7 separate regions of the Mus musculus genome follow, and all the other regions are linked to region 1. The links are chromatin contacts, called in public HiCAR-type, HiChIP or PLAC-seq and promoter capture Hi-C maps. All regions are on one chromosome and are shown on one strand. Each heading gives the region's core, a stretch centred on a gene start, on an enhancer-like site or on the middle of the called end of the contact. The rest is flanking DNA. Distances are from core to core; before and after follow the strand shown.

Region 1 (3,747 bases), core at 156-2,655:
GCCCATAAAAACTATTTTAATCTTCCATGTGGAAAACTTGGCTACCTTTGCCTTGCATCTCTGCTTGAAGATTTCCTTTACGGAAATTTCACAGTGAATTTGGCATGTTTCATGCATAGGCCTGGCTCAAAGTAATCTGCACTGTGCTAGCATTATGATGTTCTTCTAGTCTTAGGGTGTACCTAGGGCTGCCCTGTACAGATGCCCCGAAGAAAGGTAGGAGGATTTGAATTCCGTAAGCATTCTGCTCTATAAACCGGTAGGTATGGGTTGGAATATGTATATGGGGTGTGGTGAATTTTCTGTGTAAGATGACATCTTAAGGCAGACTCCATTGTGAGAGACAGTTGTAGTTTTTCTCAAGTCTTAAATCTCATTATTTGTAAACTTTGGTTACTTACTTTGACTCACGAGATTGCTTAGCGGGCTAGGTTGTACATACGATGGTACCTTATGATCAATATGACACCAATATTTAATAAATTTGATCGTGCCCTTGGTATCCTTTCTTTCCAGCCACTTGGCATGCTCCAGAAATTCAAGGTCAAAATTGTATGGCTAGACTTACTCAGCTCAACGTCTGTATTTTGAAATCCTTGCATGAAAAACGAATGTCTAAAAGATGCAACTTCCTGTTTATGACACTCAAATTTGAAACTCAGGATTTTTGCTTAGTTCCTGGTCTTTGGTATTCAGTGTAGTCTTGTGTTTTATTCACATCTGGGATACCTTTGTTGTCAATCTATCGGAAAGATTTTATTCTAGGTAGGTCACCTTTCCTTTAAATGGGCCAAGATATCAAGGATCTCTAGGTTCACATGGAAAAGACTTGGGTCACAAGTTAGTAATTATTTATCACGCCAGGAACTGTCTAGTTAGACTTTCTTTGCTTCAGGTCATTAGTTCATTCAATCATAGATGGAAAAGCTATTCTGGAAGAGTTTTAGCTGACATTTGTCCAGATTCTTTTTTCCCCTCACAGGAGGGGACTGGATCGTAGGTGAGATTGCCGCACAAGGCGGTGGTGCTGTGCTTGGAATCCATTCTTAGGTTTCATCTTTTTACCTGTTTTCGCAAAAAAAAAAAAAAAAAAAAAAAAAAAAAATTGAAGATACCATAAAACCCTAGAATCCAAAGCCACTTGGAGCATGTTTCTAATGTTGACCAGAAACCTCTGGCCAACGAGGACCACTTAGGAATCCTTTCGGACAAAACTGGTCACACCATGTCTATGCGCTTTCCCCTGCATCTCCTCTCCGCCTTCCCCAGCTCCCTCGCTGAGCTCCGCCCACCTCAGGTGACCCCCACCGTTTCCTGGCTGCACAGTTTTCCCCTCCCCCCAGAACGGAACCAAAGTGCGACGGCTCCAGGGCCGGGCCGGAGCGTGCTAGCTCAGACTCCTCGCAGCGGTGACTCGGCAGCGGCGTCGAGCGTCATCAGTGACAGCCCCGACCCTTGCTACGCTTTGAGTCGCTCTGCCCGGCGCAGTCGCCTCCTCCTCGGCAAATAGTCCTCGGCGGGGGCCGAGTCCTCGGGTCATCCGGGGTGGGAGACGGCACGGGCTGCAGTCGGAGGGACGCGGGGCGGCCGGCGAGAGGGAGCCGGGGAGCGGCGTCTCCCGGGGAAGCGCGAGGCGTGAGGTAGAGGCGCCCTCCTCGCCCGGGATCCCTCCGCCTGCAGTCGCGGTGCTGAGGCCGAGGGAGCCGCCATTTTGGATGTTCGGTTCCTGCTGCCACTGCCGCCGCCGCCCCCGAAGCTGCTGGTTTCCTTCGAGGTTTCGGGCCGGTGAGTGTCACTCGCGGCACCGAGGGCGGGTCGGCTCTTGGGCTCTGCCGCAGCCGCGAGCGTCTGGCCGGAAACCTCCTGTCAGTCCCAGGGGTCCGGGCTCAGCCTGTGGGGGGTGGGGGGTGAGGAGGACCCAGGTTTGGGTCAGGAGGGACCCGGGAGCCCCGGGCTTGCTTGGACTTCCTGAGGGCCGACCTCGGGAGCTTCAGAGCCGGAGCTGTCGTGCGCGGTCGCTTTCCTCTTCCCTTGGCGTGGTCTGGCCGCCGCAGGCCTCCTTGAACCCATTGACTTTCTCAGGCTGCGAGGCTCCTTTGAAAGCTCGCTCCGTTCGGGGAGCTTAGGATTTAGCGGGGCCGGGCCCCACCCCCGCGTGTCCTCTCGGAGCCACGTATCAGCGTTCTTGTGTTGGGGACTCGGGTCAGATCTGAGAACTCTGAGCATTTCCCACGCAGGGGCAATTCTGCCTGGTCCCTGCAGTGCCGTCCACTGAAAGCCGGACATCGGCCTCGCCTCCCTCTAACCTTCCAACTAACTTCTGGTCCAAACACTTTCGCTTTTTTTTTTTTCTTCTTCCTTCTTCTTCTTTCTCTTTTTCTTTTAAAGAACTCACCTGAGACCGCACTATTCACTCTCCTCTCCAACTCTCGGTTCTGCGGACGTCGGTTTCTAGTAATTCTCAGGCTCTTCCTCATTGCCTGGAACTGTCGGTTCTGCTTCCCAGTTAGGGCTTGGTGTCGGAGAGCCGTCGAACCACCCTAGGGTGTATTTCCGCAGCAAATGGGTTTAAAGCAGGCCAAGTGGCTTTGGGTGCGAAGGAGCTGTGAAAATAACTTTCTGCATTTCTTTCTGTTCTGAAAGCTGAGCTTTGGGGCACTTACTGATACTTTTTATTTATTTTTTTCTTTTAGCGTTATATTTGCTTGAGCATGGAAAGCTGCCCTTGGAGAATAATAATCTGACGTAGGTAGAAAGGAAGATAACTTTTTTGGTTCCTATAGGGATTAGTTAACAGAAGAGCGAGCTGAATGGTCTCTTAGTGACCGCACCCCTCAGGTGTTTGTATAGTAATGAACGCTGCTGACTTCTTATGTTGACTTTTCTCAGACTAGTTAGATTTTAAGCATCCATTTCCACCGTTGCCTGGAGTATTTGCCAGACGTTTGATTTGAAACCTGTGGATCTTCAAAGTAATGATAGCTTCATTAATTCTGTTCTTAAAGTATTCCTGCAGTCCAGTATGCGTGAATAAAAAACATTTCACAATAATTCACTGGTTATTTCCTACATTTCAAGTTAGGTGAGTGTGGTTGAATCACACCCCCCCAGCCCGTTTTATCTCAGCCTAGGTTTTTGCATCTGCAAAAGAGAATAACTTCTTTGAGATCACAGGTGACTCGAAACCTAAGTTTATAACTTGAAGCAAGTCAAGTCTCTCAATAGTTGTAAACTTTATATTGATGCTCTATTTAACATTTTTGAAGATTTATTTATATTTTTATCTGAATGTCTTGCCGGTATTTATATGTGTATCATGTGCACACTCAGTTCCAGTGGAAGTCACAAGAGGGTTTTTGGATCCTCTGGAAATGGAATTCTAGGCAGGTGTGAGCTGCCGTGTGGGTTCTGGGAACTGAATCCATGTCTTGTATAAGAGCAGTCAGTGCTTTTAACTGTTGAGCTGTCTCTCCAGCCCTGTGACGCTGCTTTATTCTTATCAAGCTTTTGAACTGTGAGAACAGGTCAATTCTTACAGGTCATACAGTGTCACGGAGGACAGTGTTTTCATGCAGATAGTCTGTGCTCTTGTCATTTGTTTTGAGAAGTTCCTTCAGAGCTATGTTAGTCTTGTCAGATATGAGTTCTGTGTGTTGCTCCAAAGTTGTTCCCTTTTCTTTTGCTTTAAAAAGAACTCGGGGCTTCTGTCTCCTTGCATGGTGAAATTTTCAGTTTTTGAGTTCACTT
Region 2 (3,827 bases), core at 1,160-3,659, 2.8 Mb before region 1:
TGTGGATGTTAGGTCAGAGTCTTTAAGTTAGTCTTTCCTATTTGTTCCTCTACCCACTTCCTCTACCCTAGGGAGCTGGCAGTAGATACATACACTAGTTAGGATAACAGACGCTCTATTTTATTATACTGAGGGTCCTCACACAATGTTCACTCTAAATCCCTAAGCCTATCTCCCCAAGGCTGCTCACCTGTGCTACATAGCTTAGCTGAAGGTCAGGTCCAGTAGCTAGCAGAAGTCTCTGATTTAAGGGTCAGGATCCTAGGGGTGGGGGTGGGAGGAGGAGACTCTCCAGCTGCAGGGCAGGTCAAAGTGGCCTCTCTCCAGATGAGAAGAACAGAGCACTGTCTGCTTGTCCAGTGGGCGTCAGATCTTGGGCTGTCTGGTTATCTTAAGTGACATCATTGAGGTCTGGTTATCAGGTATCAGGTGCAGCCTTGGGTATAGTGGGGATCCTGACTAAGCTATTTTTTGTTTGTTTGTTTAAAACATCAAATCTCACTACAGATGGTTGTGAGCCACCATGTGGTTGCTGGGAATTGAACTCAGGACCTCTGGAAGAGCAGTCAGTGCTCTTAACCGCTGAGCCATCTCTCCAGCCCCATTTTTTTTTAACATATCTAAAAGACTTTTTTTTTTTTTTTTTTTTTTTTTGCTATGGTCATTACATATAGTCTTGTTATTGGCTCTGCAATTAGCAAAATCACTGACTCTTTAGCTAACAAATCTTTATACGGTTTCTTGGATGGTCATCTACATATTCGCCAAAAAAAAAAAAAAAGATGGAACCCAGACTAAGACTGGCAAACTTATAGAATCAAGACAGAACCCTTCAGGACTTGGTTATTTGAAGCCTTGCACACTCACTACCTAATTCCACTAACCTTATGTCTTGTTCACATTGGCAACTTCCTAAGGAATCATCACAGATGGTTAATTTTTGTGTGTGTGTGTGTTCACTTGACTGGGCTAAAAGACGCCTGCCTGGATGGACAGATGTAAAACCGTTCTGGGTGTGTCTGTTTCCGGAAGAAATTTTTTCCATGGTGACCTGAGTAGAGAAGATTGTCCTCAACAGTGGGAACCGGCACCATCCAATCAGGTGAGGGCTGCCAGGGAACAGTAAGACGCGGTATACTCACTCTATGAAAACTGGGACATCGCTCTCCTGCCACACTTCAGGGCTCCTGGTTTTTCATGGACTGGGCCAGCTTTTACATAGTAGCTTTCCACTCCGACCCTGCTCCCCCGCTTCTGCCCCCTCAGGCCTCTCTGGTCTTCTGATAGCTTCAGATTTCTACCTAGTCCTCAGGTCTTTGGATTTGGATTCAGAGCCTTTTTCTGCAGATGGCAGATTGTGGAGTTTAGCCTCATAATCTTGTGGCTAATCTCGCACAATCTTTGTTAACTATATATACCCGTTGGTCTGTGGGGAACTCTAAAACATCAGCATGCTGCAAATGTCTTTGACCTTGCGCACTGTGGGTTCCCAGTGCTTAAGAAGACAGGTCCCGGGCTGGCGAGGTGGCTCAGTGGGTAAGAGCACCCGACTGCTCTTCCAAAGGTCCAGAGTTCAAATCCCAGCAACCACATGGTGGCTTACAACCATCCGTAACAAGAACTGACTCCTTCTTCTGGTGTGTCTGAAGACAGCTACAGTGTACTTACATATAATAAATAAATCTTTAAAAAAAAAAAAAAAAAAAGAAGAAGACAGGTCCCCTCTAATTACAGGCCAGCAGACAGGTGATTTTTAAAAGCAGTGACAAAGTCTTGGATCCACACCTTTGATCCCATGTCACTTATGCTGTGTCCCCTGCTTGTGCTCACACCAAGACTAACCAAATGTTGTTTTATCCTGTTCTTAGGGAGGTCTGCAGTCTTTTTAACCACAGAGAATCACACCTAGCTGGTTGCCTCTGTTTTTCTTTCCCATTAGACCACAAGCTCTCTCGGCTGAGGTGCATTTTATTCAGTGTGTCTCTAGGGCCTTAAAAGGAGCCCAGCACACCTCTGAGCGCTCAGGGCTGCTTTTTTTTTTTTTTTTTTTTTTTTTTGCAATGAACCAATCAATGCAAGAATGAACGCGCCAACCCGGCCCTGCAGGATCGCAAAGAGCCTCTCTACAAGCTGACTTTGCTCTCCCTGCCCGGGCAGCTCTCGTAGAAGAGGTGAGGAGTTCGAGGAGGTCACGGAGAACCAAAGCAAAGGACGGCGGGGTGCCTCGCTGCACGAGGCGCTGCCCACCTCCGAAGAGCTTTCAGTGAACCAGGACAACCTCGCCTCCCGGAAGCGGCCTCGCCGGCCTTCCCCCCGCCCCTCCGGAAAGTGGGCGTGGCCCTCATGAATAATGAATCGCCGGGGGGAGGGGAGGGGTCCGCCCCCCTCGGGCGGGAAGGGGGAAGCGCCGAGGCTGCCTGACTGGAATCGGGGGAGCTGCAGCAACGGCGGCTGCGGGAGCAGGGCCGGCCATGGCGGTGTGGACGCGGGCCACCAAAGCGGGGCTGGTGGAGCTGCTTCTAAGGGAGCGCTGGGTGCGGGTGGTGGCCGAGCTCAGTGGCGAGAGCCTGAGCCTGACGGGCGACGCCGCCGCAGTCGAGCCTGAGCCGCCGGCGGCCGCCTTCAACGGTCTTCCGAACGGCGGCGGCGGCGAGTCTCTGCCCGGGAGCCCGAACCGTGGCCTGGGGCCGCCCAGCCCTCCCGCGCCGCCCCGCGGTCCCGCGGGGGAAGCGAGCGCCTCGCCGCCCGTGCGCCGAGTGCGAGTGGTGAAGCAAGAGGCGGGCGGCCTGGGCATCAGCATCAAGGGCGGCCGCGAGAACCGGATGCCGATCCTCATCTCCAAGATCTTCCCGGGGCTGGCGGCCGACCAGAGCCGGGCGCTGCGGCTGGGCGACGCCATCCTGTCGGTGAACGGCACCGACCTGCGCCAGGCCACCCACGACCAGGCCGTGCAGGCGCTGAAGCGCGCGGGCAAGGAGGTGCTGCTGGAGGGTGAGCGGGGGCCGAGCGGGAGGCGGCGGGGTGGCGGCCTGGGCTCGCCTGCGCGCACTTTGTTTCTGCCCACCCTGACGCCTGTGCGGGGCTCGCCGGTTCCCTCCGCCCCGGCCACCAGACCTCCTCTTGTGGGGCTCCAGAGTGTGGAAAAACTGAGGCGTCCAGCGAGAAGAAAGTTGGGCAGCCACCGAAGTGTTACTTTACCGCCCCTTAGCGAGACTCAGCTGAGATTTAGGGGGTGGGGGGAGCAGCAGCCGCGTGCGAAGCTCACCCCTAAGTCTTGCACGATAAGCTGACACTAAGCACTAACTACCGGGAGAGCGATCGGCTCGAGTTCTTTAGTCTCCTTTTTTTCCCTGTTGGGAAGCGTTGGTTGGACGCTTTCTTTAGTCACCTCGGGCTCCCCGGGCGGGCCGGTCTATTAAATCCATCCACACCGATGCCAGCAGTTTGCTTGGGCAAACCACCAAAGCACTGGTTAATTTATGGGAATTTAACCCATCATTGGCTCTCAACAATAACCAGAGAAGATCACAGCACTTTGTGGAAGGCAGAGAGCTGATACAGCAAGTTTGTGAGGTTAATGAGCCTTGTTTAACAGTGGAGGCTCACGTGTTTGAGCATTTTACTGCCAACTAGAGTTTCGCCCCTTTTGCAAGAGCCCGGTGCCAGCTTCCTATCGCTGGCAGGCGTGCTGCCGCAAGACCAGTAGACATTTTATAAGAATCCTGAAACGGGTACCATCACATATGTGTGAATAGCCTTTACCTTAAGTGTAGATGCGATCTTGTGTGCAGCGTTTCACGCGTATCGATGTAACTGAGGCAGAATTA
Region 3 (3,856 bases), core at 228-2,727, 2.4 Mb before region 1:
CATTTATCCCTCATGCATAAATGGAGACCGAAGCAGACACAGCCTTACCAGCTGTTGAAAACCCTCCCTCGCTGGCTCTCCCAGCAACTCATCGCAGAGCTTAGAGAACACTGGGATGACCCTGTACAACGGCAGAAGCATCCTTCCCTCCCTCTGTGCTTTTAGCAAGGCGAGATCCTGAGTGCATTTGCAGAGTCTGAAATAGTTTTAAAGGGAAAGGAACTCCAAAAAGTTAAGTCCCGCCCCAACAGAGGAAACACCTAAACCTAATTGCTGCCCAGAACTCAGAGCCAGGCCCTGTTGGGAAGTACTTAGCCCTGGAGGCTACTTGGCCAAGAACGCAGTAGATGCCAGTCAAACACTAGACAATAATGTGGTGGTAACTGCCAAGGACTCTCCCCTGCCTTCCCCTGGGCTGATGGCAAAGTGAGGAGACTGTCACAAAAATGGACCAATTAACAAATCGGATTTCCTGCTCCAGGGTCACAGTAGAAACTTTCCAGAGCCAGGTAGACTGGAATTAGGCTCCGATTCTGTTACACTCCTTCTCAGCTACGCTCCCTGTACCCATCTCCACATCTTCCCGTTTTGTTTCACAAAGTGGTGATACCCCTTTTAAAAATCTGCGGTTTGGTTTGTTAGTTTGTTTGAGACAGTCTCTCTTCATTATGTAGCTCTGACTGTCCCGAAACTGGATCTATAGACCAGGCTACCTTGGAACTTAAAAGAAATTTGCCTGCCTTTGCCTCCAGGGTGCCACCAAGCCCAGCAGTGGTCCCTGTAAATTGCCTGCTTGCATTTCTAAATGTTAGCAACGTATTTCCAAATGGTTAAATACTATCTGGCCTAGGTTGGGGATGTGCACAGAGCTCAGGTGGTAGAGAGTTTGTCTAGTATGCAGGAAGTCCTGGTTTCAATTCAATTCCCAGAGCCGTAGAAATCAGGCGTGGTGATATGCACTTAGAATCCTGGCACTTAGGCAGTGGAGGCAATAAGACCCCAAGTTCAAGGCTATCCTTCACTATACAGCAGCTTTAAGGCCAACCTAGGACACATGTTACCCTTTTTCTAAATAGTCCAAACGCGGTACAGGGAGTGGCAGCTCTGTTAAGGAACGGTGTAGAAGGGGCAATGCTAGAGTTGCCCACGGGTGAACTTGGGCTGCAGAATAATCTGCATCGCTGGTTCTGAGAAGAAGTTCTCCTTCCAGAGACTAACCGAGGCTCATCCAGGTTCCTAACCACCTCACTTTTCCTCTTTGAGGCAAGGAACAAAACTCACAGCCAGCCCCTACATCCTCCTCAGAGTAAATCAGACTGGAGTTGGCGCCACACTCACCCGCCATGGCTCCAGATGTTGAGGGAGGATCGTAATACCGAACGCTGATTGGCTGAGCAGCTGGTTGCCAAGACGACCCTAAAGCTCTTCGGAGAGATCCTTAGGGCTGGCTACAGGCTAGGCTAGTAAGAGCTGAGCCTTGGGGTATGGGCTGAGCGAAGGCTTTATATCCTGCTTATGCCCGCCCAGCCCACTGTGCAGAGCAGCCAGCGAGGGCGGGGCTGGACTCCAGAACCCAGAGGCATCTTGGGAAGATACCAAGTTTTTGGCAGGGAGAAGCAGTTTGGGGCTGGACTAGGACTCCTGTATATGGAAGTCAAAAGGGTTCCCCGGGAGCAAGGGAGTGAGAGAGAATTTGAGGATATGGGGACATATTGAATAAATTCATCTGCTCCCTGTCCCAAGACCTCCTGGGTACAAAATGGAAATTTCCAACAGAATTTTTCGAGCTTCGTGGGACCTGCCTACATAATCAGCCTGTGTAGATTAGTCCTCACTCAGCCGTGGGAAGTCACCTTTGCACGCTAGGGGAAGGGTGGGGCAGCAAAACGGATGGGCTCAAATTTTGCCGACTCACTGTGACTCTAGACTGAAAGTTCAGAGAGACTTGTCCTCGTGTGAAATGAATTCGTGCTGCGTTCTGCTCTTAGAAACTGCAAAAACTGCTCCCTGGGTATACACACTTGGGTCTCCTCAACTTTGCCCCCGGTGACCAGGTAACGGGGAACTCATCTGTGCGACTCTCTAGGAAGCCAGAGCAAAGCTGGCAGGAGACAGCAGCCACAGGGAAGTGTTTCTCTGTGTAGCCCTGGCTGTCCTGGAACTCACTCTGTAGACCAGGCTGGCCTCGAACTCAGAAATCCACCTGCCTCTGCCTCCCAAGTGCTGGGATTAAAGGAGTGCGCCACCACGACTAGTACATGCTTTTAATCCCATCACTTGGGTGCCAGAAGCAGGCAGATCTCTGAGTTTAAGGCCAGACTGGTCCACATAGCTAGTGCTAGAACAACAGCCAGGGCTACATAGGTGAGACCCTGTCTCAAAAACAGAGAAAGAAAGAAAAAGGGTTGGAATAAAGACCCTACATGTATGTGTGTGCCTTGGTCAAGCTCCCAAAGTAGGGTAGACATTATAACAGATTGCCATCATTAAAAGAGCTCAACTTTCCTGTTATCTGATAAATTCTGACAGTGAGGGAAAGACACACGTGCAGTCTCCTGTGGTGACAGGCTAGTGACAGCCCTTGTGATGGATCTCAGTGGAGTCTCATTCCGGTTAGGGCAAAGCCGAAGTAACACAATGGGCTATAAGAGGGAAGAAAGAAATATCAGCTGCAGCAGGCAAAGAGACCAAGGACAATTTTTAAAGCAACGCACTTCCCAAACAAAGAAAAGGTGAGAACTTATTAGGGAGGCAGATTCTTGTTCCTATGGGGGAGGTACTTTGGGGAGGGTACATTCCTGCACATGCCCAGTTTGCACCACAAAGCTTTATCTGGAAATAAAAGGATACCCTGAAGGTTTCTTAACACAGGGACCCTTGACCCTTGAAGGCTTGGCCTTGCTTAACTACTACAGTTGAAGATACGTGAGACCTCATTTCAAAAATCAAAAATAGGAGCTGGGGATATAGCTTCATCAGGAAAGGCTATCTGCTTTCTCACTGGATGCTGTGTGACCAGGCAGCTTCGTCTGCGATGTCAGACTCTCCTCTCAAACAACGTGCTAAAGTAGTTTCCACAGGCTGCTTCTGTCTCAGCATCAGACAAATACCAAACACACCACACTACAATGTTCAACATTGGGTTTTCTGGTGTTTCCTTACAGTTTGTGCCTGAGGGTCATCTCTCAGCTGTAAAGAAATACCAACATAAAAACCACAGTTTATTCCGGAGCCATTTTGAGTGGCCACGGCCTGGGAACACCAATATAGGGTACCCCAAATTTTATGTTCCAATGTGGGTGCAGCCTCACAAGATTTTTACAATTTACAGAACAAAGTAATAAGTTAAGGCGACTTTAAAGTACGTTGGTGGGAACCCTGGAGAGGTGGGTACACTGGAGAGGTGGGTACATCGAGATGGGGGGGTGGGGTTTATGGTCCAAGATGCTATCTGATGACACTCTCAGCTCTTGGATTGGCAGAAGTGACACTGCCATAGTCACTGGAAACAGAAGAGTCACAGAGTCAGCTCGCCTGTTTGACACAGTTCCAGCCAAGCTGAGCCGAACGAATGCGGCAATCGCTGTCCTTCTGTCTGTCTCTCGCTTTTAGGTTTTGGTCTCTGTGTGTTTTGTTTTGGGAGCTTTCTGCATTATGAGTCATTTTTAAGTCTTTTTCCAAGGAAAAGTATGTCTGAGTCTTTTTAGGAAAAGCCTAAAATGAGCTTTATCTGGCCACTGTTTGGATGTCTCCCTCATGGCCTGGAGATCATTAAGCTCAGATAAACACGTAACTAGATGAAGCCATTACTCCAGGAATCTTCTTGGGGTGTCTACCCCTGAATAAACTCAAACAG
Region 4 (3,884 bases), core at 152-2,651, 2.5 Mb before region 1:
TCCCACACAGAATTAAAAATTATTTTCCAAGATGCGCACCCTGTGCTCAAATTGATATTTTAATAACTCGATTAAAAATTTCCCAAAAGTCTATTAAGAGTCAGGAAACAGTCTGTGGTGGAGGTGAGGATGTGTTTTTGCAACGGAAACTTTTAGCCCCCGAGAACAGAGCAGCCAAAAAAATCTCATTTACATGTTTTCCCTCCATTCTCCCTTAGCACAGTGAAAAAAATGAAAACCCGTGTGGAAGAGTATGTTTGCTTACTTCTCTCCCCCTACCCCACGCACGCGTGTGCATTACACACAAGCCATGTGGACTCACATGATCCCATTTTTAAATTGTCTTTTATTTTCCACTCCGGAGTAAATTCGACCATTCACTATCAGAGACATCATTATACATAAACTTAAACAACAACAACAACAAAAATCAAAGCCAGGCATGGTGGTACTCTTCTGTAATCCCAGCATTCGAAAAGCTGAGTCAGGAGAACTGCCCTAAAATTGAGGCCAGTCTAAATCTACACAGCGAATTGCAGGCCAGCTAGACCTACATAACAAAATCACCTGTCTAAATAAATAAATAAATGCAGTCGCCGTAAATTTGGTGTGGTGGGTAACGTGGGGGGAAAATATTTTCATTAAAAAGAATCAATAGCCGAGCATGGTGACTTCTGACCGGCAGGGGCAAGCACAGCTCTGTGAGTTTGAGGCCAGCCTGATCTACATAGTGAGCTCCAGGCCAGAGTGGGCCAACAGAAATCATCAACAACAAAAAAATCCACGAACAGGAACAACAACAACAAAATCCACAAACAAAACTTGGTAACTCGTGATGGTGGTGGTGGTGGTGAGTATGGCTTGCCCTTTCTTAATTAAAAAGTGAGTCTGATAGCCCCTTGACCAGCTCACTGCAGACACTGCTATGAAAAACCCCGAAGGGCCCGGTTGCTGTCCAAGCTGTGGAACTCCATTCCCCAGTGCTGAGCTCCAGCGAGCGGGCCTCGATCGCTGCAAGTCCCTGGAGGGCTTTTCCCCTCCTGGCTGACATCCAGGTCCCCCAGGGTCTGTGTCCTCCTAAGTACACCACGGAGCAGGGCCGGCCGCCTCAGGCTCGCCGCCACCAGGTCGAGGCAAAAAAAAAAAAAAAAAAAAAAAATCTTTTCCCTTCTCAGGGCCCCAGAAGCCAGGCCGCCTCCCTCCACCCTCCCTGCTGGCTGGCGGGGCCCTTTCCCAGCCCGGGATCAGCAGCGGCCGCAGCAGCGACGGCAGGAAGCGAAGCCCTTGTTGATGCTGTTCCGTGGCGCGCCTGTCCGCCCTCCGCCGGCCGCCAGGCTCTTCCGGGCTCCCGGACCTCCCCCCCTCCGCGCGTGCGCAGTGCCCCACGAGGGGGCGGGGCTCAGATTCCTGTCAGCGGCGCCGGCGGTGGCGGCGGCCGTCAGTGTGCGCTGAGGAGAAGCCCGAAACGGACCCGTTTGGCTCTCCCTCTTCCCCTTTCCCCGGTCCGAAGCTTCTGGTCTCTGGACTCACCGGGAGTCAGTTCTCCACTCCGCAGAGCTGTTCCCTCCACTCCGCCGCCCTTCTCATCGCTCGGCCGGGTGGGAAGTGACTGCCCTCGAGGAGGAGGAGGAGGCAGCGGCTGCCGCCCTCGCCTCACCGCCCCCGGTTCGGTGCCCGCGGATCCCGGAGAGGAGGTGCCGCCGCCACCGCCGCTCCCCCCCTCCCGCTGCCCTCGGGCCGGGCTGGGTCGAGCTGCGATGCCCTCGGACTTCATCTCATTGCTCAGCGCGGACCTAGACCTGGAATCGCCCAAGTCCCTGTACTCGCGAGGTGAGTCAGATGGGGGGGTGGGGGGGTGGGGCGTGGGGGCGGGGAGCGCGAGCGCGCGGAGTCCCGGGCTGGGGTGGGGGGGTCCCCCGTCGGGGCCGGGCTCGGGCGGGCTTGCCCCTCACGAGAGTCCTGGGCTGGCCGCGGAGGGCCAGGGGTGATCCCGGAGCTGCCGAGCGGCGCCCCCCTCCCCAGCGCGGCGCGGCGCGGCGGCGCGGCGGGGGGCTTAGGGTCCGCGCGCCCCCCAGAGTCCTCTGCGGTCCCGGAGGTTCGCAACCTGCCGGTCGGCGGGTCCGGACTCCACCACACTCGGCGGACTGCCGGCCCAGTCCTCCCCCGGCTCGGGAATCACCCCACTGGTCCCGCTGCTGGGGACACCGGGGAGGGGGGGTGGAATCGGGGCGCCGCGGCTCGTGTCCCCCGGACTCTCCTCTTTGGCAAAGTTGCCCCACGCCGGGCTGCGTGGCCCCGAGGGGCTTCGGAGCTCAGGGTCACCATTTTTTTTTTTTTCTCCCTCTGGTCTTGTTTGTGCGCGGTCGTCCTACTCCCCCCCCTTCCCCGGCCTAGTCCACTCCCTCCCCATGTCGGGACGGCCCCCCTCGGCCAGGCGTTCTTCCTTTCCTCGTCATCTTCTTGCCTGGAAAAGGCCCCAATCTTCTTTCTCTCTTTCCACCTCCGTGACATTCTAATTACTTCTCTTTTACAAAGATAGGGATGCCCTCCTTGGAGTACTTGTATTCCTCTCCCTGGAGTACCAGGCTCGGGCACAGTCCTGCCCTTTGAGAAAAATTCTCTTCTGTTGCTGTTCAAGGGCTTCGTGCAGAGAGGAGGCAATGAACAGAAAATCCCATTTAAAACTACTTTGGCTAAGGCCTGCAGGGGATTCCCAGCATCTAAAACATTAATACTTGAGGTGATCTCTGCTGGGGTTAAATTCCTACACTGGACACCACAAGAATGTGTCAGAACAGGTTCCCCTTGCAAGGGGTATCAAATCAAAAATGCCCCCATCTGTACTCATTTCTTATACCAGTGGAAGGAGGCTAAAGACAGTTCTTTTATATTTTTTTTTACAAATAAACCATGGTGAACCCTTTTCCCAAGAAATCCAGCATTTCTCCTATTTTTTTGGTTTTACAAACCCACCAGAAAATTTCACCTCTTTGGGGTAGAGAAGGACTAAGCCTGGTGTTAATGTATTTATATGAAGTGAATCAGAGGGATGTGGTTTGCCCTGGAAGGTGCTAGACTTTATAGACTACAGGCCATTGTCTGTTGCTTTGATGAATTTAGTTGGCAGTCACTATCCTGTAGGATGTTTTTCAGATATTACCTAAAGTAGCTTAGAAATATTGTAGTTTGAAGTGTCAGAAAGAAGAGAAAATATCAAGAGATGATCCTTAGAATAGGGCTAATGCACAATTGGATGCTAAAAATAGTCAAGACAGTAATACCATTTGGGCAGTAATCATTAGATAATTTTCCATGAAACAAATGCTTTATCAAAATCTAAGTTTAGCTTTAGAGACCAGTGTAGAAGCAACCCAACCTTCCTTTTGCAGACTAAACTAATATGGGCTTAGGCTCTTAAAAATACATAATAGTTATGTAAGAGATGTATGCTATCCTTGGCATTTTTTTCTCATTCAGCATAAAAAGTACTTAATGCTTTTTGTGTTTTTCAGATTCTCTGAAGTTACACCCATCACAGACTTTTCATAGAGCTGGACTATTGGAAGGTCAGCAAAGTGCCCTGTTACAGCATAGTGTGTCAGTGTGCAAAGGCTTTCTCTGAGATGGAGTTGAAGTGGGAAAGTGGGAAACTTTGCAGACTCACACAATCTAGTTTTTTTTTTTACTAAGAAGCCTGATCCTTCTTTTAGAGCAGCTAAATGTTTCAGTGGATTTCATTGCTGTGCTTGAATTGCTTGTAGGCCGTTGTATCTGCTTTGAGAGGCCTTGGGAAAATCCCTTAGGATCATTTAAAATTATGTGTTGGGTGTTCTACTTTAGTATTTCAGTTAAATTGTTCTTAAACACAAACTAAATTTGCAAAG
Region 5 (3,698 bases), core at 963-3,462, 2.7 Mb before region 1:
ACTTTTCATTAATTGATTGCTTGCATGGAGTCGTCACAATGGCTCAGTGGGTACAGTGCCTAGTGCCTGCCAACAAGCCTGCTGACCTAAGTGTGATCCCCTCACTGGAGAGAGAACCCACCCTACAAGCTGTCCTCTGACTTCCACATCAACATGGTGGTACCCCTCCCTCCATGTCATTTTAAAAATGGCTTGTAGATTTATATTGGCTGCCCAGACTGTCAACATTTGGGACTGAACTGCTCTAGGTCTCACGAAGGAGGTCTATGTTACGGCAAGGTACTTGGCTTCTCTGGACCTGTCTTTTCATTGGTGTGAATGTTAGAGACAGGCAAGATGGCATGTATGTAAGACCTTACATAAAGTAAATGTATGGAAAGCGTCTACAAATCCCTTACTAGCTGGACTTAAGGCTGGAGAAGTGGCTCTGTGATCACTGCTCTTGCAGGGGACCCCAGCTTAGGTCCCAACACATATACCTAGTGGCTCACAACCACCTATAATTCTAGTCCCAGGATATCTGACACCCTCTTCTAACCTCCTTTGGGCACATATGGTGCACAGACATACATGCAGGTGAGATACACATTTTAAAGTAGCTACTAATATTTTTCTAATAGAGCACTAACCACTCTATAAGCCACACTTTTGCCCTAAGATTCTTCAGGTCTTCATGTTATGTGCTGCTATGTATCTTTCGCGCTCCCACTTAAACTTTCTCCACTTTTCTATAGTAATTCCAGAAACTCGCTTTATGCAGTCCTGAATCTCTTTTCAGACATATGGGGTACACAACCTGTTTTTAATATCCAAGCTTCCAAAGAAAAATTGACCTGCTGGATAGCAGAACTAAGTGTATTAGATCGAGGGCCTAGAAATGTAACATAGCTTAAAAAGGAAATGCTTTTTGACAACCTACAATGACAAATAGGATCTGTCAGCTTCCTATCGATGGACATTTTGAAGCTGAGCACCTCCAGCCCACATTTATATAGGGTTAACTATGTCAGGCTCAATGAACTGCCTTGCATAATTTTATTTATTTATTTATTTTTGGTTTTTCGAGACAAGGTTTCTCTGCATAGCTCTGGCTGTCCTGGAACTCACTCTGTAGACCAGGCTGGCCTTGAACTCAGAAACCCGCCTGCCTCTGCCTCCCAAGTGCTGGGATTAAAGGCGTGCGCCACCACCGCCCGGATGCATACATTTTTTAGTTTGTTTGAATGTCTCATGTAGCTCAGGCTGTCCATGAATTCAATACTCAGACTAGGATGATGACTCTGTGACTCGAATACTGGGATCACAAGTGTCAATAAGACTGGCTGAATGTTTATTATTTAAACAACAGCCTATGAGGGAGTAGTGGACTCCTAGCTTCCAATTCTTGGAAACTTACTAGCTGTGTTCTTGGACAAGTCACTTCACTTCGACTTCCTCGTCTGTAAAATAATGACGCTACCTACCTAGATGGCTGCTGTGAAGTTTAAGTGGATTAACAAGGCAATCAGGAGAGAGCCCTGTACACTACGCTTGGGTCATGACGATAGCGTCCTGGCAGATACAATGACGCGCCCGTCCCCATCAGGCCAGCCGCACCTGCAGCTCTGCTGGAAGCGGGGCAGACGGTCGAGCAGGCGCCCGAGGGACGCCTCCACGTCGCCGAAGAGCCGGTGGATGCGCTCGGTGCACTCGGCCCCGCGAATGAACGTCTTGTAGTTGGCGAAAGCCAGGTCGCGCGTCTGCTGCAGCCGCTGGGCCCGCTCTTCCGCCAAGCGCTCGGGTTCGCGCCGCAGCCGGTCCAGCCCGGAGCCGCTCAGCTCCCGGAGGTAGCGGCCCACGTCGGGCTTCTCACGCCACTGAGCTTCGGGGAAGCGGTCCCGGAATAGCGACGCCAGGAGGCCCTCATCTTCCACCTCCCCCAGCGCGACGGCCGTGGCTGTCGTCGTGGCCGAAGCGGTCGTGGAGGGCTGGAGAGGGAGAGCGGCCGCCATCTCTCAAGCACGGTACCGTCACTTCCTCTTCAGAGCCGGTTTCGCTCCTGGGAAACGGAAACGATTGGGGGAAACATTTCCCGTCTCTATGGTTTCTCATCTAGCCGGCTTTCGGTCCCCGGAAGTCCGCCACGGTAGGCGGCGGCTGCGCAAAGATCACGGAGAATTAGGCTAGAGAGACACGCGTTCGTGGACCCCAGGAAGTGGGCGGGTGGGAAAGTGACTTCCGCTTCCGGCTCTCCAGGCACGAGGATTCCCGGGAGCCAAGCAAGCGGCAAGATGAGGCCCTTGACTGAAGAAGAGACCCGGGTCATGTTTGAGAAGATCGCGAAGTAGTAAGAACTGGAGAGGCGGATGAGGGACGGGCGTGCGGGGAGTGGGGATGCGGCTCCGGGGCGGGACGGTCCCGGCTCAGACGCTGGTCTTGTTGCCCTCAGCATCGGAGAGAACCTTCAACTCCTAGTGGACAGACCCGACGGCACGTACTGTTTCCGGCTGCACAACGACCGAGTGTACTATGTGAGGTGAGGTGGGGCGTGCTGCCCACTGCGTGGCGGGCTGGAGGCGTGCATCCATCCCTGGTCGTCACCGGGTACCTTCCTCCCGCGCCCCTGTAGTGAGATGATGCTGAAGCTGGCCGCCAACATCTCCGGAGACAAGCTCGTGTCGCTGGGGACGTGTTTTGGGAAGTTTACCAAGACCCACAAGTTCCGCTTGCACGTGACAGCTCTGGATTACCTGGCCCCCTATGCCAAGGTACGTTGTGGGGGCCTGGTCTCCAGGTTGCCATCCGGGATGAAGTCCCGGGTGACGGCGGCCAGGTCAGAGCACAGATTCTTTCCAACGAGTTTCTGGACAGCGTCAGCCTAAGAAGTTGTTTGTCGATATTGCTGCTTGGACACGTTTAGGAAGGGTTATGGCCATGGAGCTGCATAGCCTAGTTGTCTACAGGAAAACAGGCCTCCACCGTGTCAGCTGGATCTCAGAAAGCAGAGACGAAGACACAAGTGCCAGTGGTGAGGGTGATCCTAGGGTCCAAGGGGAAAAAAAAAGGAAATTGCTGATTATGTGAGCATTTCGATGTAAGGTTGAATTTCGATGTTAGGTTGAGGAAGGAACTCCATGGTGAAAGATCAAAAATTGGGGTATCCCAGCACTTGGGAGGCAGAGACAGGCGGACTTCTGAGTTCGAGGACAGCCAGGGCTACACAGAGAAACACTGTCTCAAAAAAAAACAAAAAACCCACAAACAAACAAAAACAAAAAAGTGGGGGGGGGGTCCAAACAACTTAAAGGTTCCCCACCTCTCCTTAAACTCGGAAGCAGCTGCTAATCCGCATTTAGGGATATAGCCCAACATCCTTGTGTCTTGGCTTTTAACTCTCTTTCAGTATAAAGTGTGGGTAAAGCCGGGAGCAGAGCAGTCCTTCTTGTATGGAAACCATGTGTTGAAATCCGGTCTGGGTCGAATTACTGAGAACACATCTCAGTACCAGGGAGTGGTTGTCTATTCCATGGCGGACATTCCTCTGGTGAGTAGCCACGGTAGCCATCCATCACGGCAAATGCCAGGTACCCACTGGAAAGGATGAAGTTTCAGTCAGCAGCTCGGAGACTGACTTCTTGGCTCCTTTCACAGTTCTCAAAGATACAGCTGTTTCAATATAGTTTTTGTTTTGTTTTGTTTCCTTATAAATGAATGTCTGT
Region 6 (3,462 bases), core at 204-2,703, 2.6 Mb before region 1:
GCTGGAGTTATCACAGAGAAAGGAGCTTCAGTTGGGGAAATGCCTCCATGAGATCCGGCTGTAAGGCATTTTCTCAATTAGTGATCAAGTGGAGAGGGCCCATTGTGGGTGGTGCCATCCCTGGGCTGGTAGTTGTGGTTCTATAAAAGTGCAGGCTGAGCAAGCCAGGGGAAGCAAGCCTATAAAGAACATCCCTCCATGGCCTCTGCATCAGCTCCTGCTTCCTAACCTGCTTGAGTTCCAGTCCTGACTTCCTTGGTGATGAACAGCAATGTGGAAGTGTAAGCTGAATAAACCCTTTCCTCCCCAACTTGCTTCATGGTCATGATGTTTGTGCATAGAATAGAAACCCTGACTAAGACAATGGCTTATAACCTGCAAGCATAATAAACCTTCTACTTCTCCAGCTGGTTTTGGTCAGTATTTATGAGAGCCATCAGAGCAAACTACAGTACATAGTTTGTGTAATTAGGAACTTAGGTTATGGAAAGTAGACATGGTGGTGTCCTTTTAAGCCAGCACATGGGAGGCAGAGGCCTCTGAGTTCCAGGACAACCAGGCTTACATACTGATACATTTCTAAACAAACAAACAAACAATAAAATATTAGTGAAAGAGGTTGCAAATAGTTTACAGAGTCATGAGTGCTAGGTTGTGAAGTAACACCGTGAAACATTTTAGGATGATCAGCCTCTTAGTTTTCACCGCAATTAAAGAGAAAGGCTCGCAACCTTGCACATTAACTTAGAATTCCAAATTACCTAGACTTTTAGCAAGGGTCATTTGAAGTAAATCCTATTTTAGGCCATTTAGAAACTAAAACAGTGTAGATGAGCCCTGATCACTGAAGAATTCAGTTAGAGATTGTTTTGTCAGTAGTGGAAGAAACTTAGGACATCTACCCTTGCCCCAACTGCTGTCCTAAGGCCTTGTACCTAAGAGCCATGGAGTCCAACGCCACTTGTGATTTACACAGTGGATTGCTGGGCTCACGCCTCTCTTAGCACACTCTCTTTAACACACATCCCAAACCTCTGGGCAAGGAAGGTAGAGGTCACCACACCCATTTTAATTGTTGAGCCTTTTGGAGCCTAAAGGGAACCAGTCTGGGGGACAGCAAAGCTTGTAACCCCGGGGGCTGCAATTCTGGATGGGAAGATCAAGGGAAAATGCGGGTCCGTTCATTCGGGGACCCAGGGTGGCAGGAAGGGAAAAGAGACGCTGGAAACCGGCTCTTTTCTTTTAGGGCCGGGCCTGCCCATGGGCCGAGCAGAGAGAATGCTCTCCTGTGGTGACACTTGTCACCCGGCCACGTTTAGGCGCTGGTCCAAAATCACGATATCTGATTGGCAAGGTTGGAGGGGCTGGTCGACGCCGATTGGCCAGTCGGACGTCGGACCAGGTTTACCCGGTTACGGAAGCCGAGGAGGACCCAGCGCGGGCCGGCAAGTCAAGGAAGTTAGCGGTGGAAGCCCAGATAGCGGCGGAGAGGGCTTCGGATCCCATGGCGACCCCGGAGGCCAGCGGCAGTGGCGAGAAGGTCGAGGGCTCCGAGCCCTCCGTCACCTACTACCGGCTGGAGGAGGTGGCGAAGCGAAACTCGGCGGAAGAGACGTGGATGGTGATCCACGGGCGAGTCTACGATATCACCCGCTTCCTCAGCGAGGTGCGGGCCGGGGAGGCGGGAGGCCTCCGCGCGCTGCCGGGGTGGGGGTGGGGAGAGGCCACGCGTGGCTGTCCGGCGCCCGGAAGGAACCGTGACCCTCGGAGGGGCTGCAGTCTCAGCCTCGACTGACAACGTGCGTTTCTCAATGCATGGAGCACTTGCAGGATGCTAGATCACACGCCAGGCCATCAACCCGTTTCCCATAAAGAGAAACTGAGGCTCACGGAGGCCGGGAGCTCTCAAGGGCACACACTTAACGACCTAATCGAGCCCAGTTCAGAACTGCTCCTTTCCAGGAAGTATGCCTTAGAAAGCAGTGCTTTGGGGGGCTTTTATTTTCTAGAGGAGAAGGCAGTTTTTTTAAAAAGTAAAAACAATTAAATTTTGTATGTGGGGGGGGTGGGGGTGGGGGTGGGGGCATCTGCATCTGCGTTTGGTGCCAGAGGTCAGAACCCCAGGAGCTGGATAAGAGGAGGTTGTGAGCCTCCTGATGTGGGTGTTGGGTACTGGATCTTCCGAGAAAACAGAACATGTGCACATGTGCTCTTATCCAGTGAGCTGAGATTCCTCCCACCCCTGTTCCTGGTTAGGCAGTAGAGTGTGTGGGGTGTGTGTGTGTGTGTGTGTGTGTCCGTGGAACTTTTATGTAGAGCAGGCTGGCTTCGAACTCAGGGATCCTTCTGCCTCTGCCTTCTGAACGCTGGGGTTAAATGTGTGGGCCACCAACACCTGGCTTTCAACCCTTTTGTTAGTGCTTCAAATCAAATCTTATTACTCAAGATCTCTTTGAGACTGTTGGGCCACAGATAATTTTCCTCTTTGTGACAGGGCGTTTTTCAGCTTATTACATAGTCTCTGTAGACCTTGAACTTCTAATCTTCCTGTATATGCCTTTCTAGGGATCAGATCGCTCATGCTTATTAGGCAAACACTGTCAACTATATTACACCTCTAGCTGGGGTTTGACAAGTGTATTTGACCATGTAGTCACTACAGTAAGGAAAAAGAACATTTCACCCCACTAAGATGTTACTCTCTTGTTCCTTTGCTGACTGTCAATCTTTTTTTTTTTTTTTTTCCAAGACAGGGTTTCTCTGTGTAGCCCTGGCTGTCCTGGAACTCACTCTGTAGACCAGGCTGGCCTCAAACTCAGAAATTTGCCTGCCTCTGCCTCCCAAGTGCTGGGATTAAAGGCGCCACCACTGCCCAGCCTAAAGATTCTTTTTTTTTTTTTAAAGATTTATGCATTTATTTATTATGTGTAAGTACACTGTAGCTGTTTTCAGACGCACCAGAAGAGAGCATCTGATGTGAGCTACCATGTGGTTGCTGGGATTTGAACTCAGAACCTTTGGAAGAACAGTCAGTGTTCTTAACCACTGAGCCATTTCTCCAGTTCTTGTTTTCTCTCTCTCTCTCTCTCTCTCTCTCTCTCTCTCTCTCTCTCTCTCTCTTTTTTTTTTTTTTTTTTTTTGGTTTATCGAGACAGGGTTTCTCTGTGTAGCCCTGGCTGTCCTGGAACTCACTCTGTAGACCAGGCTGGCCTCGAACTCAGAAATCCGCCTGCCTCTGCCTCCCGAGTGCTGGGATTAAAGGCGTGTGCCACCACGCCCGGCTTTTTCCTCCTTTTAAAACAATGTTTTTTTGGCTTGAACCCAGGGCCTTAGATGAGTACAGGGCAAACACTGAACCAAACCCCTTATGCCCCCAGCCTAGCTGTTTGCTGTATCAATTGTTATTTTGAGATAGGATCTTATATAACCTAGAATTCCTGGTTCTTCTTCCTCTACCTCCCA
Region 7 (3,966 bases), core at 634-3,133, 2.7 Mb before region 1:
TCTCCACAGCTAGAGGGCTTACTACTTACTCTGTCTGTCTCTCCCTCCACCTGCTCTTCCCTCTACCCACGCAGAAAAGATTCCACAAGGAGTCTGCAAAGATCCCTGACTTCTGCTAGACAATAAAATAAAATAAAATAGTAAAAATGTGTCTTACAGCCTCCTTGACCAGTTTTCTGCTGGATTCAACCATAGAGTCTGTCAGTGTGAACTCTGTTTTAATCATCTCCAGCACATTGATAGCTGATTCCAAGGGTGTGAGCTCAGCCTCCATATCAAAGGAACAGTCTAGGACAAAACACAGTTTCCACTTTAAGCTCTTTGCTAAGGAGGAGCAAACATGTCCAAAAAGTTTACATAGCTATTTATAAAGCATGCAAACACCACAAGACTCATTTGTACAAAGAACCATGCAAACCAGGCATTTAATCTCCTCACTCAGGAGGCAGAGGGCAGAGGCCAACCTGGTCTACACAGTGAGTTCAACAGCTATGGCTATGTAGACTCTTTTAAGACTCTGTCATTAAAAAAAAAAAAAACTAATAATATAAAAGGGCCATACAGACCCAGTAAAGTTTGCATTTATTTGTTTATGTCCTTGATATATGGTTCAAATTCCAATCAACATATTTCTTTTTTGTTTTTCAAGACAGGGTTTCTCTGTGTAGCCTTGGCTGTCCTGAAACTGGATCTGTAGCCCAGGCTGGCCTCGAACTCAGAAATCCACCTGCCTCTGCCTCCCAAATGCTGGGATTAAAGGTGTGCACTACCACTGCCCGGCTGGCTTCAACGTATTTTAAGTGACTATCTTTCAATACTTTTTAATACAGCTCAATTATAACATATATGTTTGCCTCCAAAATCCAGAATAACACAACTTCCTCAGATACAAGGGGCCAACAATGAAGAGAGTTTGTTAAGTAGCTGCCAAGTTCAACTTGTGTGTGGATGGGAGAGTGTTCCCACTTTACTATTTGGAGGAAGAGGGAGAAAGATGTGTCCTTATTGACGTAACTTACTTGTAGCAATAAAAATGGGTGTGCAATTAACAGGTGGGAGAAAACAAAACAAAAGACAGCCAAGAAACTTTAACTGGAGAAAACCGGAATTAGAGAATTCAACCACTGTTGAATGAAAAAGCCCTCCGCGGTGGAACCAGTAGTGCACTTTAACCCGGAATCTTTCAGTTCCGGATGTTAAGTTTGAAAATAACAAAACCCTACGTAAGTAAGCCCAGAAAAGAACACACAAAAAATAGCCGTACCTAAATTTTCTCCTTCTTCAATGCGCGACAGACACTGCATAACCCGCAGCAACCGGGACACCGTATGCTCCTTCCCCAAGGGCCTGACAAGCAACGCTGGGAAAGAAGACATGGTTGGCTCCGCGAGCCCCGGACCCCAAGTCATGCCCCCCAAAACCATGTCCTCCTCCCCGCGGCCCGAGCCGGCTCTCACCCTGCATGATGTCCCGGATCTGCCTGAAGTCCCGGTACCGGCTACTCCGAAAGGCCCGCAGCGCCTCGTGGAAATAGAACTTGAGCACCCAGCGGTTGACCGCCTCCTCCAGGCGAGCTTCCCCCGCGCCCCGCTCGGCCGCGCCTCCCAACCCTGGCTCGTGTCGCCCCCGTCGAGCCCGCCCGCCGCTGCGCGATGCCCGTCGGCTCGCCGCCCGCCCGCTGCTATCGCTGCTCCCGCCTCCTCCCGCCATCGTGTTCGACCGCCGCTCGCCCTCCCCGCCCTCCCCGCCCTCCCGACTGGGCCGTTTCCTTGGCTGTGACGCCATCGGGTCACGCACAACGCCCGGGCCGGAAGCAGGGCCCGCTGTCCCGGCTCCCGCAGCCATGATACCGACGGGGTTCCGAGCCGCCCGCGGGCTTCTGGGAGGGAAAGGACCGAGGCGGCGGGGGGTCTACCCACCTCCTCGGCATCCGTAGTTCCTCTTGTGTCTGCTGCAATGCTTGCTGGGGATTGGAGTCCACACAGCCCAGCCAGGCGCGCTATTTTGAAGACTACGCTGCAGACTTGGGACAGTGTAAAGAATATGAAAAATAAGCGCGTGCATAATGTTAGACATTTCGCAAATTGTGAAAAGCAGTACAGTAGAAAGAAATTACTTTGTTTTGTTTTGACACAGAGTCTCACTGTGTATCCCTGGTTGGCTTGGAACTCAAGACATAGAACTCTGCCTCTGTGTTGCAGTGCTGAGATAGTGCCAACATGGCCAGCCTTTTTTTTTTTTTTTTTTTTTTTTACTTTTTTTCTTTTTAAAACATAGGTTTGTTCTGGGAATCAACGGAGGTCCTCGCCATTCTAGAGCAAGCACTTTATCAACCGTGCACTGTCCCCAGCCACCTAGTAAAAATGTATTCTAAGACAGGCCCTGCAAAGTTACCCAGGCTAGTTTTGAACTCATGTCAGAGCCCATCCACAACATGGCTTTGGAGCCACTCTCTAAAGCAATCCTAGCTATGGTAATCCAAGCTGCTTGGTGATTCCAGCCTGTTTGCCTTACTTAACAGGAGCTAAACTATCTGCCTTGATATCCTGACAGGTCTGCTTCTTATTGTGTAAACCTTGAACAAGTTACTTCTCCGTTTGTGTACCTGTGCCCCTTTCTGTCAAGTGGACATCGTGAGGATTGTATTAAAATGAACTGAGTTACTATTTCTGGTTCCTGTAGCTCAGGGTTCAACAAATTGTGTGTGTGTGTGTGTGTGTGTGTGTGTGTGTGTGTGTATACACAGAGATCCAAGGATAACTTTTAGAAGTTGGTTTTTGCCTTTCATTATGTGGATCCTAGGGACTGAAATCAGGTCATCTGGCTTAGTCTCTGGCAAGCATCTTTATCCACTGAACCATCTATCTTGTTGCTCCTGGATTCCAATTGCTTTTCATGAACTCATCCAGAGCATGCTTGGACAATCTATTTTTGTTTACAAAAAAAAAAAAAAATCTGATTTTTAAGTTTGGTGCAGTGGTCCATGTCTTTACACCCAGTGTAAAAGTTATAGCTCTGAGGGGAAAGTATCTTGGCAGTCAAGAACCAAGGAATATCACAAAGTCACACTATACGACAAACCTCACACACAAGAAATTTACTGGGAAGGAAGGAAGACTCAGGCTCAGGCGAGAGGCAGCTGGATACTGAGTAGAAGGCAGGGTTTATGTGGGGTTTCTTGGGGTGAGAGTGGAGCAGGGCAAGTTTTCAAGTCCAGAGCTTGAGTTTTTTTACTCTGTAGGGTGAGGGCTGGCTGGGTCCAGCCATTAGAGTGGTTAGAGTGTTCTGTGGATGGAACTGGTGGTTGGAGCTCCTCAGGGGCGAGGCCTGGCAAGGGAAGGTTTCTCTCTAAAAAGTATTACATCTGTGCTTCAGCAAGGGGGAGGTTGCCACAGTGGAAGGTGTTACACCTCTGTTCTGGGAGGTATCCTGTCAATCAGGGGACAAAGAACTCCACAAAATCACACTGTACAACAAATCTCACACAAGAGATGTGTTTGGGAGGGAAGACCCCAAAAGGGTGGCTGCCTCTGCTTGGGTAAAAAGCAGCAGTGAACTGAAGGAAGACTTTATATAGGGTTTCTTGGGGGGTGGGAGGTGGAGCTTCCCAGAGTGGACAGTTCCAGAATGGGGATTGGTGGGATTTCAAGGAAGTGTGGCATTGTGAAGGCAGGGTTTTGAGATCTTAAATGCTCAAGTTACGCCCAATATGAAACACATCCAGTTTCCTTCTTGCAGATCAAGATGTAGAATTCTCAGCTCTTTCTCCAGCACTATGTCTGTCTGGATGCTGCCACACTTCCCACCATGATGGGAATGGACTATACCTCTTAAACTGTAAATCAGACCCAAATTAAATGTCTTCTTTTATAAGAGTTGCCTTGCGGGCTGGAGAGATGGCTCAGAGGTTAAGAGCACTGATTGCTCCTCCAGAGGTCCCGAGTTCAATTCTCAGCAACCACATGG

What was found. Promoter capture Hi-C pulls out the DNA fragments that hold promoters and counts their contacts. HiCAR-type assays count read pairs that join an accessible place to other places. HiChIP or PLAC-seq counts read pairs in DNA pulled down with a chosen protein or histone mark. Capture Hi-C pulls out chosen DNA fragments and counts their contacts.
Region 2: an H3K27ac HiChIP or PLAC-seq map of embryonic stem cells shows a contact between it and region 1, with 4 times the contacts expected there. The contact joins the promoter of Sntb2 here to the promoter of Ap1g1 in region 1.
Region 3: a HiCAR-type map of astrocytes shows a contact between it and region 1, with 8 times the contacts expected there. The contact joins the promoter of Nqo1 here to the promoter of Ap1g1 in region 1. A contact is called at or near these places in 2 of 39 promoter capture datasets (cranial neural crest and maxillary cranial neural crest) and 4 of 115 datasets of contacts at active chromatin or transcription factors (astrocytes, embryonic forebrain, large pre-B cells and 1 more).
Region 4: a contact with region 1 is called in a promoter capture Hi-C map of pre-B cells, with 10 times the contacts expected there. The contact joins the promoter of Nfat5 here to the promoter of Ap1g1 in region 1. A contact is called at or near these places in 3 of 39 promoter capture datasets (cranial neural crest, hippocampal neurons and pre-B cells) and 4 of 115 datasets of contacts at active chromatin or transcription factors (bone marrow-derived dendritic cells, embryonic forebrain, embryonic stem cells and 1 more).
Region 5: a contact with region 1 is called in a promoter capture Hi-C map of adipose tissue, with 4 times the contacts expected there. The contact joins the promoter of Nip7 here to the promoter of Ap1g1 in region 1. A contact is called at or near these places in 7 of 39 promoter capture datasets (cranial neural crest, frontonasal cranial neural crest, hippocampal neurons and 3 more), 3 of 115 datasets of contacts at active chromatin or transcription factors (astrocytes, embryonic forebrain and large pre-B cells) and 1 of 9 other capture datasets (adipose tissue).
Region 6: a promoter capture Hi-C map of pre-B cells shows a contact between it and region 1, with 5 times the contacts expected there. The contact joins the promoter of Cyb5b here to the promoter of Ap1g1 in region 1. A contact is called at or near these places in 6 of 39 promoter capture datasets (the C10 cell line, cranial neural crest, hippocampal neurons and 3 more) and 3 of 115 datasets of contacts at active chromatin or transcription factors (astrocytes, embryonic stem cells and large pre-B cells).
Region 7: a contact with region 1 is called in a HiCAR-type map of astrocytes, with 7 times the contacts expected there. The contact joins the promoter of Terf2 here to the promoter of Ap1g1 in region 1. A contact is called at or near these places in 5 of 39 promoter capture datasets (the HPC-7 cell line, cranial neural crest, hippocampal neurons and 2 more) and 2 of 115 datasets of contacts at active chromatin or transcription factors (astrocytes and large pre-B cells).

Annotation. Positions count from the first base shown.
Region 1 is chr8:109,777,178-109,780,924 of GRCm38.p6, forward strand. Ap1g1 (adaptor protein complex AP-1, gamma 1 subunit) reads left to right here and starts at 1,406. Exons shown (of 24, transcript NM_009677.6): 1 at 1,406-1,785.
Region 2 is chr8:106,933,331-106,937,157 of GRCm38.p6, forward strand. It overlaps Sntb2 (syntrophin, basic 2), which reads left to right and starts at 2,410. Exons shown (of 7, transcript NM_009229.5): 1 at 2,410-2,991. The coding sequence starts at 2,472.
Region 3 is chr8:107,401,728-107,405,583 of GRCm38.p6, forward strand. It overlaps Nqo1 (NAD(P)H dehydrogenase, quinone 1), which reads right to left and starts at 1,478. Exons shown (of 6, transcript NM_008706.5): 1 at 1,339-1,478. The coding sequence starts at 1,345.
Region 4 is chr8:107,292,069-107,295,952 of GRCm38.p6, forward strand. It overlaps Nfat5 (nuclear factor of activated T cells 5), which reads left to right and starts at 1,402. Exons shown (of 15, transcript NM_018823.2): 1 at 1,402-1,830; 2 at 3,513-3,566. The coding sequence starts at 1,758.
Region 5 is chr8:107,054,665-107,058,362 of GRCm38.p6, forward strand. Nip7 (NIP7, nucleolar pre-rRNA processing protein) reads left to right here and starts at 2,213. Exons shown (of 5, transcript NM_025391.2): 1 at 2,213-2,326; 2 at 2,429-2,515; 3 at 2,609-2,747; 4 at 3,383-3,523. The coding sequence starts at 2,271. It overlaps Cog8 (component of oligomeric golgi complex 8), which reads right to left and starts at 2,073. Exons shown (of 5, transcript NM_139229.4): 1 at 1,597-2,073. The coding sequence starts at 1,991.
Region 6 is chr8:107,149,208-107,152,669 of GRCm38.p6, forward strand. Cyb5b (cytochrome b5 type B) reads left to right here and starts at 1,454. Exons shown (of 5, transcript NM_025558.5): 1 at 1,454-1,666. The coding sequence starts at 1,505.
Region 7 is chr8:107,094,665-107,098,630 of GRCm38.p6, forward strand. Terf2 (telomeric repeat binding factor 2) reads right to left here and starts at 1,884. Exons shown (of 10, transcript NM_001371065.1): 1 at 1,458-1,884; 2 at 1,265-1,360; 3 at 158-288. The coding sequence starts at 1,845. It overlaps Mir7075 (microRNA 7075), which reads right to left and starts at 1,442; the gene lies at 1,361-1,442.